Regions from separate parts of the Gossypium hirsutum genome. Here region 2 is linked to region 1. The links are chromatin contacts, called in public Hi-C maps. All regions are on one chromosome and are shown on one strand. Each heading gives the region's core, a stretch centred on a gene start, on an enhancer-like site or on the middle of the called end of the contact. The rest is flanking DNA. Distances are from core to core; before and after follow the strand shown.

What was found. A called contact is a pair of places that touch in the nucleus more often than the background predicts.
Region 2: a Hi-C map of leaf shows a contact between it and region 1, with 2.1 times the contacts expected there. The contact joins the promoter of LOC107899750 here to the promoter of LOC107952832 in region 1. A contact is called at or near these places in 4 of 34 Hi-C or Micro-C datasets (callus, fibers and leaf).

The regions. Positions count from the first base shown.
Region 1 is chrD04:23,514,666-23,520,271 of Gossypium_hirsutum_v2.1, reverse strand. LOC107952832 (thioredoxin-like 3-1, chloroplastic) reads left to right here and starts at 4,044. Exons shown (of 5, transcript XM_016888028.2): 1 at 4,044-4,643; 2 at 4,740-4,814; 3 at 5,339-5,405; 4 at 5,506-5,523. The coding sequence starts at 4,336.
Region 2 is chrD04:23,868,488-23,874,594 of Gossypium_hirsutum_v2.1, reverse strand. It overlaps LOC107899750 (homeobox-leucine zipper protein HOX11), which reads left to right and starts at 1,726. Exons shown (of 4, transcript XM_016825537.2): 1 at 1,726-2,481; 2 at 2,630-2,943; 3 at 3,032-3,111; 4 at 3,201-3,714. The coding sequence starts at 2,199. The coding sequence ends at 3,474.

The sequences.
Region 1 (5,606 bases), core at 2,795-5,294:
TGCATGTGTTGTAGTTTCATTATTTTATAATCCATGTAAGGTAAGTATTCTTCTTGTGTAATGGATGAAAAAAGTATGTGTGGATAATTGTTATCCAGAATCATTAGTCTAAATTATGTCTGTCTGTGATATGAAGTAAGCGCCATCATTCATGCTTAAACCACTACAACCTACTTTTAATATGTATGATATGATCTAATAAGTGGTGATGGAGATGAGGAGATATGTTTGTGTAGCCTCCGATAGGGCATCTATATTGCAAACCAGACTGGCAGATCATGATAAAACATGTTATTCTGGATGAAAATGATATAAGGAGATAATGGGGAGAATGTATGTGAATGAGACTGAATGATATACTTTTGTTTCTGAATTCTAGGTACATGGTTGGCATGAATATGGGTTGTCTGCGTTATTTTAAATTGGCATACAATATACGCCCAAGTGATAAGTAAGTTGGTGTATTGAGTATGTCTATGTTCCGTATGCATCATTGGGCGTACTATGTTTAATGTGTGTAAGTCCTTTAGAAAGGTTCAATTGTACTATCAGTAATATTATGTATGATTTCCTTTTTGGAACTCACTAAGTTCGTATAAACTTACTCTGTTACCTTTTCCTTTTCATGTTTGTTGACTAAAGGAAGACTTTGTTTGAAGGACTATGCAAAAGTGTTGCTTTTTATAAGCTGAATGTTTTGTATCTTGCATGACTCATGGTGTAACGCCCCAGAATTTTTGTTTTTGTTCTTGCGAAGGTGTGACACAACTGTGTATCTGCTTCAGTGCTTAAGTGTTCTGGGTGTGTGAGAGGTCCCAAGTTCAAGCCAGGACTTGGGCAAATTTTGGTATTTTTATGAATAAGCCTATCTTTGGTCAGTAGGATTTTAAGTAAAAGTTGGCAAATAATTAATAGAATGGGCCTACTGGTCTGGTGGATAAGTGGAGTGTTGGTGTGAAGGAGGTCCTGTGTTCAATTCTCTATGATGGCGTAGGGATAGTATTTTTGCTCCAATTTCGGTTAAGAGTTGTGTTGGGGAAAAATTATGAGTAGTTGTGTTTTAGTGGTCTTTTTGTTGCAGAAAAAAAAGTAGTTTCGATTTTCTCTCCAATTACCCAAATTTTTTCTGACGTTTTCTTCCTCTTTTTTCCCTCATCTGTCGATTCTTTCCCTTAGTTGCTGTCGAAATTTCCATTTTCCCATTTTGTTTCTTTCGTTATTTTCCAATTGATTTGGTTCTTCATTGTTGGTTGCGTGTGTTCGATAAGTAACGGTTTTGTCTATTGTTAATCGTTCTTGGTTAATCTCTGAAAGGGGGATTCCTTTTTGGTGTTTAGGAGTTAATCAAGGGGCTAGTGATTTTGAATCGACGCAGTAATTGTGCAAAGTCGTGGTTACTCAAGCAATGTAAGGGTTTTGTTAGGTTTTTAGTCGAGTTCCTTCCAAAATTGGTTGATTAAAAATGAATTAAATGATTAATCTAGAGATTTGTTAGTTGATTTTTAGGTTCTGGAGGCTTAGGAGTGCTTACGCATCAGAAACTATACCAGGTGTGTACCCAAAACGCAGAAAATGGGATTTGACGAAAAGCAAAAATTGCTTGCTGTCGAGAAATAAGAGAAATAAGAGAAAATGATACAAAAAATGTAGAAAAAGGAAATAAGGGTGTTATAAACTTGGAAATCAATATTCTACACTAAAATAGTTTTGGACAGTAGCAATAGTCTAACTTTGAAAAATCATCAAAAATAGTGGAAAATGAGTTAGAGGTTGAATAAAATATGAAATTAAATTTTATTGAGTCTAGTTTTTCATGGACGAAACAGTGTAAGAAATGAAATTGTAAGTTATGAGATGTAATAAATTTTGTAAGACAAGGTCAGAATGGTTTTGCGTTCCCCTATTCTGACTTTGAAAAATCATAAAAATTGTAAAACAATAATTAGGGGGCTTAAATTTATATGTTTAAATCCTTAATGAGTCCATTTGCAAGAGAAATAAACAGAAACATCATCCAAATTTCTTACTAAGAGATAAATAATTTTTAGTAAGGAAAGGTTGAAGCTATCAAATAGTAGAATAGGGATAACTTTTAAGATTTTACTGCACTTATTTGATAAGCTATAAATTCTAAAAATTTTATGGTAGAAAGGTATTTAAGTCTAGTTTTGGAAACATCAAGCAGATCTTAATTTGGAATTCTGTAGCTCAAGATATAAATAATTTAGTGACAATGACTCAAGTAGACAGCTCCGAATGATATTTGTACTGAGCATGTTAATATCTGAACTGAATATATGTACTGAAAATTGCATAATAGCATATCATCCATGGTATATTGCATTGCATTGGGTTGGGGGTTGTTATTTGGAGGAAGTATACTGAAAGGTTTTAAGCCTAATTTACTGGAAGCTCAGTTACAAACTACTATTTTGTGCCGCATTCGGTACTACTTGGAGTGTAGGGATGGGTGGGTTGATTATATCCCCACATGAAGTGTAGGGTTGGACGGAGACGGTGTGTAGAAGCTGGACGGGTAGGATTTTGCTACTGCATAACTGTTACTGCTACTAATATTGTGATGGGCTAAGGCCCTACTGCATTTTTCACACTGTATTGAGATGGGCTAAGGCCCAAACTGTCACTGATACTGAAAATGGCTTAGGCTCAAGACTGTTCAACTCTGAACTGTGAATATTGATTGTTTGTTTGTTTCTGCGGGATTACACACCGAGTTTACGTAAACTCACCCTTTTTATTTTTTTCACCTCAATCCATTAACATTTCTTTCCGCGTGCTAGCTTCCTTTTCTTCCTCTTCAATTTCTTACAAAAATAACAAAAAGATCATAAATTCCATAGTAATTAAATAGTCATTAATATAACGCAACAACAACAATATCTTGAAATAAATATGAGATTATGCGAAAATGAGATGAAAGGTTCAAAACCCATACCTTGAATAACCCATTTATCACCCCTATTAAGCTCTCTCTCTAAGATTCAAACCCTAACTTATTGGGAGACAGAGATGCTGAGGGAAATGGCTCAATCAAGGTTTTATGATGAAGATTTTATAAAGAAATGACGAAAAATGGTGAAAGATACGGAGAGAAATGAGTAGAAATGGTGAAACAATGAAGAAACGTGGAGAAACTTCTCCTTCCTTAAGTGGACTAGCAAATAGAAATAATGTAAAAAAATACTCCTTAAAGCATTAGCGATACTTCGGTCATTGAATGTAACACTGCCTTACAATGGACTATCGACAATTTGGTTAAGGGTGTTAACCAAGTCCTTGTACTCTTTGTACATTTGAAATTTAGTCACATTGATTTTATTTCAAAGAATTTGGTCTCTCTACTATTCAGATTTAAAAATGTAAGTCCAATTGTTAACACCGTTAAAAATAAACTTTTAAATATAAGTTCATTACAATATAATTTTTTGTTATATAGCTACTAAATGAATTTTTTTATTCAAAATGTCGTAGTAGTGAATTTAGCAAAAAAATTTTTGCGATATTAACAAGTCGATCTAAGTTTTAAAATTTGAAAAGTAAAGAAACTAAAGTTCTAAAAATAAAAAGGATAATTTCAATATTTTACGTGAACTTTTATCCAACATATAATTTGATGCATAAATTTTAATTATACATATGAAACTTTGATGTGATTCAAATGTATACATGAACTTTTATTTTAGTTGTATATATTTAATAAATAAGTACATAATTTATTTTTATATTAGATAAATAAAACTATTTGTGTATGCACTATATAAATGTAAAATGATATCATATCAACAATTGTATTAGCAATTTTTTAAAATTGAATCAAATTAAAATTATATGTATGAAATTATACAAAATTAAAGTTAATGTATATTGCATATTAAACTCAAATTTATATGTAATTTTGAAATTAACCTAAAATTAAAAATTAAAAAAATTAAATTTCAAAATGTAAAGCTTATTTCTGTGTTTTCTTCCATGTGTTTTAATTTTAAAATTAATGTTTTTGAAAAAGTAAAGAAACTTGTGGTACCACACATCCCATTCTCCATCCCTTTGTTCCCTCACTTTTCGGATAAGCTTTTTCATTTTTGTGTAATTTTCTTCTCCTCATCCTCCAAATCAAATCCAACGCCAAAACGCAAAATATCATTATCTAAAACGCAACTTCCACCTCTCAATCAAACCAACTGTACATAAAGAGAGAAGAAAAAACCCTTTCAAACCCAATCCAATTATGCTTTTCTTCAACTTTCCCACATACCCTTTTGTCTAAATATCTTGGGAAATAAAATTAAATATCTTGAAAAATAAAAGGAAAAGATGTCAGTTTTGGCAGCGAATTCTCAAATTCTGTCCCGAGAAATCTATCAAAGATACCAACAACAACATCTTTGGAACAATGGAAGCTGTTTGTTTTCACCAAAGAATTCTGGGTATTTTGGGTCTGATTGGAAGGATAGAAAATGGAAGAATAAAACCGTGAGGAGCAGAGAGTGGAGAGTACAGGCTCTTTGGCCTGATTTGTCAAGACCCAGTGCGATTGAGATGGAACCCATCAACGACTCTGATCACCTTGATCAGATTCTGGCCCGTGCTCGACAGCTCTCTCAGCCTATTATCATTGATTGGTTCGTTTCATCTTCTCTGCAACTCTTACCTTGTTGAACAGAGTAAAGCCTTGCCTTTCTCCAATTTAATTTTTTTTGAATTGTGATTGCTGGTAGGATGGCTGCTTGGTGCCGGAAATGCATCTATTTGAAGCCAAAGTTGGAGAAATTGGCAGCTGAGTTCGATACCAAGTAAAGTTATCTTTACTCAAAAGTGTTGATATTTAATACACTCACTTTGCTGCATTTTACACATTTACTATAAAAGCAAAATGGTTCCACACCATCTAAAATTTTTAAAAATAAATTCTTATTAACATTGTATAATTTAACTGATTGCTTTTGGAGATGGCATTATATCTGTACACCTTTAAGGATTCAACGTATCCAAAACAGATACTTTTATTTATTTATTTATTTCCATATATTAAGGATATTTGAATAAAAATTCTAACTAGGAGTTGTACTCATTTGAATTTTTCGTAAATTTTAAATATTCATGTCTGTAATACATCTTCAAATAAGATAATATAATTATTTAAATATATGAGAAGGAACTAAAAAGTTGGAACATACATACGTTAGCTACTATATCATCGACCTCCAAGTTGGTAGTTGGCGTCGAAAACTGGTGCAACTTTGAAATGCTCTTCTCATGTCATGATTTAATCACGTGTTGTTATTTTATTGATAAATTCTTATGGAATATATGTTAGAATCAAATTCTATTACGTGGATGTCAACAAAGTACCTCAAGCTTTAGTGAAGCGGGGAAATATCTCTGTATGTAAATGCTTTGCTTTGTGTTCTATGTTTTTTTTCTAATTCAATTATAACAAAATTATTTCACTTCTTTTTTAATTGTTCCTGTTTTTGTATGCAGAAAATGCCAACAATTCAGGTATGTTCACCGCAAAACAAAAATCTGAGTTCTTTGATATTAATAATGATTAATGAGATTTCAAAGGAAGGATCTAAAAAAGG
Region 2 (6,107 bases), core at 477-2,976, 360 kb before region 1:
GGGGCTTAGTTTTTTTGTGTCCCGCCTAAATCGTCACCAACTATATTGATTTGAGGTATGAGAAAACGAAAAATTCTTTTTACTATTCAATTCATATAATTTTGAGAAATAAAATTGGTTATATATATATTTAAAAAAGTATTAATATTATTTTAGTAAATACCTCTCAAGAGTAATGTTATTAAACCTTGATAAAATTCAAACTTAAAAATCAAAATTATCTAGTTCACAACTTCAGATATTAAAGAGAAATTTAAAAAAAAAAACTAAGTATCAAAGCTACTAGCTATAAGTTTAAAGACAAAGAAGTATATTAATCTCATATTGATCATCATATAAATTGATATAATAATACTTATTTTTATTGAGAATAACAAATAAACGCACATAATTTTTAAGATAATCAATTTTTATATGGTTTTGTGTGGGTAACTTTATTTATCCCACGGTTATTTGATGTGCCCAAACCACATAATTCAGTCATATCATATCACTCACTTTCTGTCTCTTTCTCCAACTTATCATTAAAGCCTGCATGACTTCAATAATTGCAAAGATCCCAAACGCATGACATATCTGACCTACTCTCCATCTCTATTTTAATTACCCTCTTCTCTTCAAAATCCCCCTTCCATCTTCAAATTTTCCAACTACATCTTAAATTTTAAATAATATGAAGTATAACTATGTTAAATTTAATTGAGTATATAATAAATACAATATATAAATGGTTTAATTTTTTGGAATAATAAAAAATATAATTTTTAAGGACTTTATATATACAAGTAAATTCACAAATAATATATGTTCCATAAAATAATTAGTATTCATTCAATATAAAACTTAGATTAAAAAAATCGAAATTTAAAATCAGTATTATTTAAAAGAAAACTCATATATGGCACCTCAACCTTTAGTAACAAGGTCTTGCGACTTTCCTTTATTTATTATTATTACTATTATCATTTATAATAATACTTTCTTTGAAATAGTAAAAGATGTCTCCTTGTCTGCTTGGAATGAACATAATAAAAAGCTGTTTTTGGTCAAAATCTCATATAATCTCTAATCTGACCATATTTTTTCTTTCCAGGGTTTTTTCTCTGTTTCCACATCAGCCTTAGCTCAAAAGCAGGGCTTTCTGGATCGCTTTAACCAATTAGTTAATGCCACATAGGAAGAAACTGGTAAAGCTGAACTGTTTTGGTTGGTGAGTCAACATTCCCAGAGGCTTACACACTTCATTTCAATTTTTATCATTGGAATAATTGTCGAATTCACTACTGGGAAACGGCAATGCAAATCCTGGATTAATTGTCTATCATTTGAAAACAAACAAAATAAAAAAAAAGTAAGAGAAGAAGCAAACAAACAGTGCTAATGCTGTATAATTATTTTGGGTAAAACAACACAATTTAATCATTATTCTCCTCATATCGTCCTCATGATGATTCATAAGTGTACATTATAGAAAGAAATTTTAGTTAGAAAGGAGGTTAAAAACAAATAGATTGGGTCAAGGGTTAGAATAATATAAGATCTGATGATCCCTGCCGTTGGATGAAAAATCCTTTTCTCATGTTGAGATGACGATAATGATGATTTTCTAGCCCTAATTGTTTGGTGAGAGCACAATAAATACAGAAGCATTGTGAAGTTATCTCTGCATTAATTAATTCTTCCCATCAAAGTATTTAATGACACTTTCTTGATTTAAAACAAGAAAAAGAGAAGAGAAGACTCGTCGTTGTCTGTATCCCATAAACCTAAAACAGAAGATTTGCTTAAACATCAGTTGATTCGTTTATAATATAATCAAAGACCTTTGAATTCACAAAACTTAACTCTCTCTCTTTCTCCTCCTCCTCTCTCTCTGTCTGTGTGTCTCGTGTTTGAAACAGTGTATATTTATATAGATTCACGTGTGTTTTTCAACCTGGATTTGTCGGTCAATCTTTACTCCCAATAAAAAAGGTGTTTCATAGACGAGGGGGGGGGTTGAGTTGTGTGTTTCCATTAAATAAGATCGGATAGGGTTTCTTTTTAACTCTCTTTCCAGGATATATCTTTCTTCATCAAATCAAAGGAGCCCCCCCCCCCCCAAAAAAAAGAAAAAAAAAGTCAAGATCTTCAAAGACTTCTTCTTTGCAGTAGTTATTGGTTTCCGCTGGGGTTTCTCTTTGCAAGAAAAAGGGTTAATGGAGTTAGCCTTGAGCTTGGGTGATCCTTCAAAGCCATTTTCGTTTCTTGACAAAACTGCAAAGTTATCAAGCAAGGATCTAGGGTTTTGCATGGGGCTTGGGAATGGGTTCAAATCACAAGAGAATGGGGACGATGCTTTTGAAGGTAAAAATAGTACGGATGGAGATGAGAAAAGGGTTTCTTCAGATCCACCTCTTCAGCTTGATCTTCTTCCTTTCTCCCCAGTTCCTCGTCCCCAGTCTTCTTCTCAGCTTCGCCTTCCTTGGCTCACAGATAACCGTGAGTATTTCTAGCAGAATTGATATTTGATGGGGGGTATTTAGATCTGGGTATCTTAGGATATTCTTCTTTTTTTTTATAGTTCTTTAATCATCTTGAAGAAAAATTACCAACATTTTTTTTTTTGCATTGTTGTTATTGGTGATAGAAACGGATCCATGGGAGGGACTCGGAAGAGGTTTAGACGTGAACCGTCTACCGTTGGTGGCGGTGGCGGATGAAGCTGAGGAAAAGGCGGCTGTGTCGTCTCCTAACAGCGCTGTGTCGATGGATTTTGGGATTAGAAAGGGAAGCAGAAGAGGCAAGAAAGAGGTGGAGGTGGAAGCAGTTGAAACAGAAAGAACTAGCACAAGAGCCAGTGATGATGATGACAACGGTTCAACTCGGAAGAAACTCAGGCTTTCTAAGGAACAGTCTGCCTTTCTTGAAGAAAGTTTCAAAGAACACAGCACACTCAATCCTGTAAGTCCAAACATAGAATCCAAATTTCCTTTGCTTGCCTCTTGGGTTTTGCTTTAAATTATTTATTTATTTTAAATATTTGATTCAGAAGCAAAAACTTGCACTGGCTAAGCAATTAAATCTTCGTCCTCGCCAAATTGAAGTCTGGTTTCAGAATAGAAGAGCAAGGTACTTTTAAATTTTTTTAATAAAATAAATAATATTCGTACGTTTTCTTGGTATGAGAATTTATATTTTATAGTGATATTTTGAAACAGGACAAAATTGAAGCAAACAGAGGTAGATTGTGAGTATTTAAAGCGATGTTGCGAGACACTGGCAGAAGAAAATAAAAGATTACAGAAGGAACTGCAGGAGTTAAGAGCCTTGCAAACTTCTCAACCGTTTTACATGCAGTTACCCGCTACCACCCTCACTATGTGTCCTTCATGTGAGCGTGTCGCCACCGCTTCCACCACCAACGCATCAGCCTCCACCGCCGATGCCAAAACTGGAGGATACCCATTTTTCTCCTCTATTTCAAACACATGAAATCGTTGGTTGTGGCCAGTTTTTTTATTCAAATTTTGTAAATATTTTTGGGGTTTGGTGGATTTTTTTTTTGTTTGAATATTTTAAATGTCTGAAGCCGTTATCAATGATAGATTTGAGTTTGGATAGATTTTGTTTAGACTCGGTTTTCGGGGAGAAGGTGGAAGAAATTTTGGTTAGAAAGCTGGTCGTTTATTTTGACAGGGAAAGAAATTAATTTGTAACTTATTATTATAGTAACTGCCTTATTGTTCTTTCTTTTTTCTTCGAAACTGCTTATTGTGATCTAGAATTATAGTTTGTGACTCTGTATTGGCATTGAATATATAATTTTATAAGGAAGTATTTTAATTATCGTGACTGAATTTTTAATATTTCATAAATAAATTAGCAAGAAAATATCTTCTTCTAAAGTACATTTATTTTGGCATTTTCCAATGCCTGTTTTGACTTGTGTTCTCCTTTATTTTCCCCATATTCTAGTCTTACAGAATTTTTTATTCCTTTCTGGCCAAAAATATATTTTCCTTTTTTTTTTATATTCTTCTTTTTAATATAGCATACAATATATTTTGCAAAATTGTAACAGACAATTTTGACAGAGCATTTGAAATGGTAATTTTTAAATTTAGAAATACAAAACGTAGCTGGAAATTAAAATTTGCAAAACAGTCGAAATTTGAAAGTTTGTTTTTATTGATCCTAGTTCATAACCCAAGTTTATAATAAATTTGAGTTTAAGAAAGCTTGAGTTTATAATAAATTCGAGTCCGGAAAAATTTAAATTAAAAAAAGTTTGAGCTCGAGAAAATCTAAGCTCAAAAACACTTGAGATTAAGAAAATTCAAGCATGAGAAAAACCTAGTCCATAAGAATTCGAGATCAATCAGGCCAGAGCCTGAGATAAATCTGACCTAAAACTCAAATTTATAATTGAGTAGCCATAATAGACATTAATAATTAATATGAATTTGCGTTATTACTTAAAATAAACGACAATTATTTATTTTATGAAACTTATTCATAAGTACTACATAAAGTGAAATAAAATTTAAAAAATGTTATAAAATAAATAGATAAAGAGTAAAGAACAAAGGAAATGGGAGAGCAAAAAAGAGAGTGTATTTTATTGATCAATCAGAATATTTACAAAGCTTTTCCAAAGTCTCTATTTATAAGCATAAGAAATATAAATGAAGTAGAAATCTACTTATAATGACTATAAGAATTTAAAGTACATCAAAACTTATCTTGATCTTGATGGATATCCACTTAATAAGATATTCATAACACTCCCCCTTAGATATCCATTGGTAGATAATGTGACTCGTTAAAACCTTACTAAGATAAAAACCCTATGGGAAAAAATCCTAGTGAAGGAAAAATAGTACACATATCTATAATACGCATAATATGTTGCCTCGTTAAAAATATTACCTGGAAAACCCAATGGGACAAAACCTCGGTTAAGGGAAAAAGAGTACAACGCGTATTTACTCACTGTCATGAAAACATCATATATTTTCTCATATTCTACATATTCATTCTTGAATACTGGTCTTTCAAATTACTATTTGAATGTATCTGCTAATAATTTATATCACTATTTTTTTGAAAGTCATGAGTGAGGGAAAGTTTTAGGGGAAATATATTTTGATTTCTTCAAAAGTTTCAACAATAATCATAGCAAACTTTAATCATGATTCTTATATAAAAATACAAATAGACATTTTTGGATCATTTTATAATCCTCCTTCAACTACTATTTACCACATATATTCAAATTATTTCAATTCATATAAATGAACAATTTCCCGAGAATTTTAATATGCTTCTAGCATCCTAAATCCTTCAAGGATTTTAATATAAAATTTATTATATAGTGGTTCATAAAAGGTTGTAACAACAACCATTAGATGCAAGTTAAATCTTTTATAAATTGTCATAATAATATATCTAAAGGTTATTGCATCCACCACAAAAGAATATTATATCTTTTCATAATCAATGTAAAGATTTAGCGAAAAACTTCATATTTTTATGCCGCTTTTGCAAAACTACTTCATTTGCACCCTCACTGGCTTTATACATTTAAATTTTTGGACTACTAGTCCAAAAACTCCACGAATTTAATTGTACTTGAATTTCGTCTTTCTATTTTGATCAATTTATTCCATATTTATATTTCTCAATAGATTTATTCAAGATCTTCCTTTTATTTCATTACTTCAATAAGAATATTGCATGCAAAATTATTGTCGACCACTTTTATTATTCAGTTCCACATTTTCTCGAATTGGTATAACTTATTGAGATCTCTTATTTTCATTATTTTAATCTTCAGTTTTAAGTACCTGAATCTCTTCCAAAATTTTACTTTTTAGTTATGTCTTGGGTCTCTTCTGGAGCACCTGCCTCCACTATATAACCATCTAGAAGAAATTTCATATTTAGAACTAATCAATCTATTATTTATTCTAAATGATTGTCCTACTGAGACTTTGATTCAAATTAAAATATTAGATGGTATATAACACTTGGTTATTCTCATTAAGTTTGTGAATACATCTAACAATTAACTTGTAATGAGTTATCCTTGTTGAACTTTTGGTTCAAATTATTCTCCCCTTAAC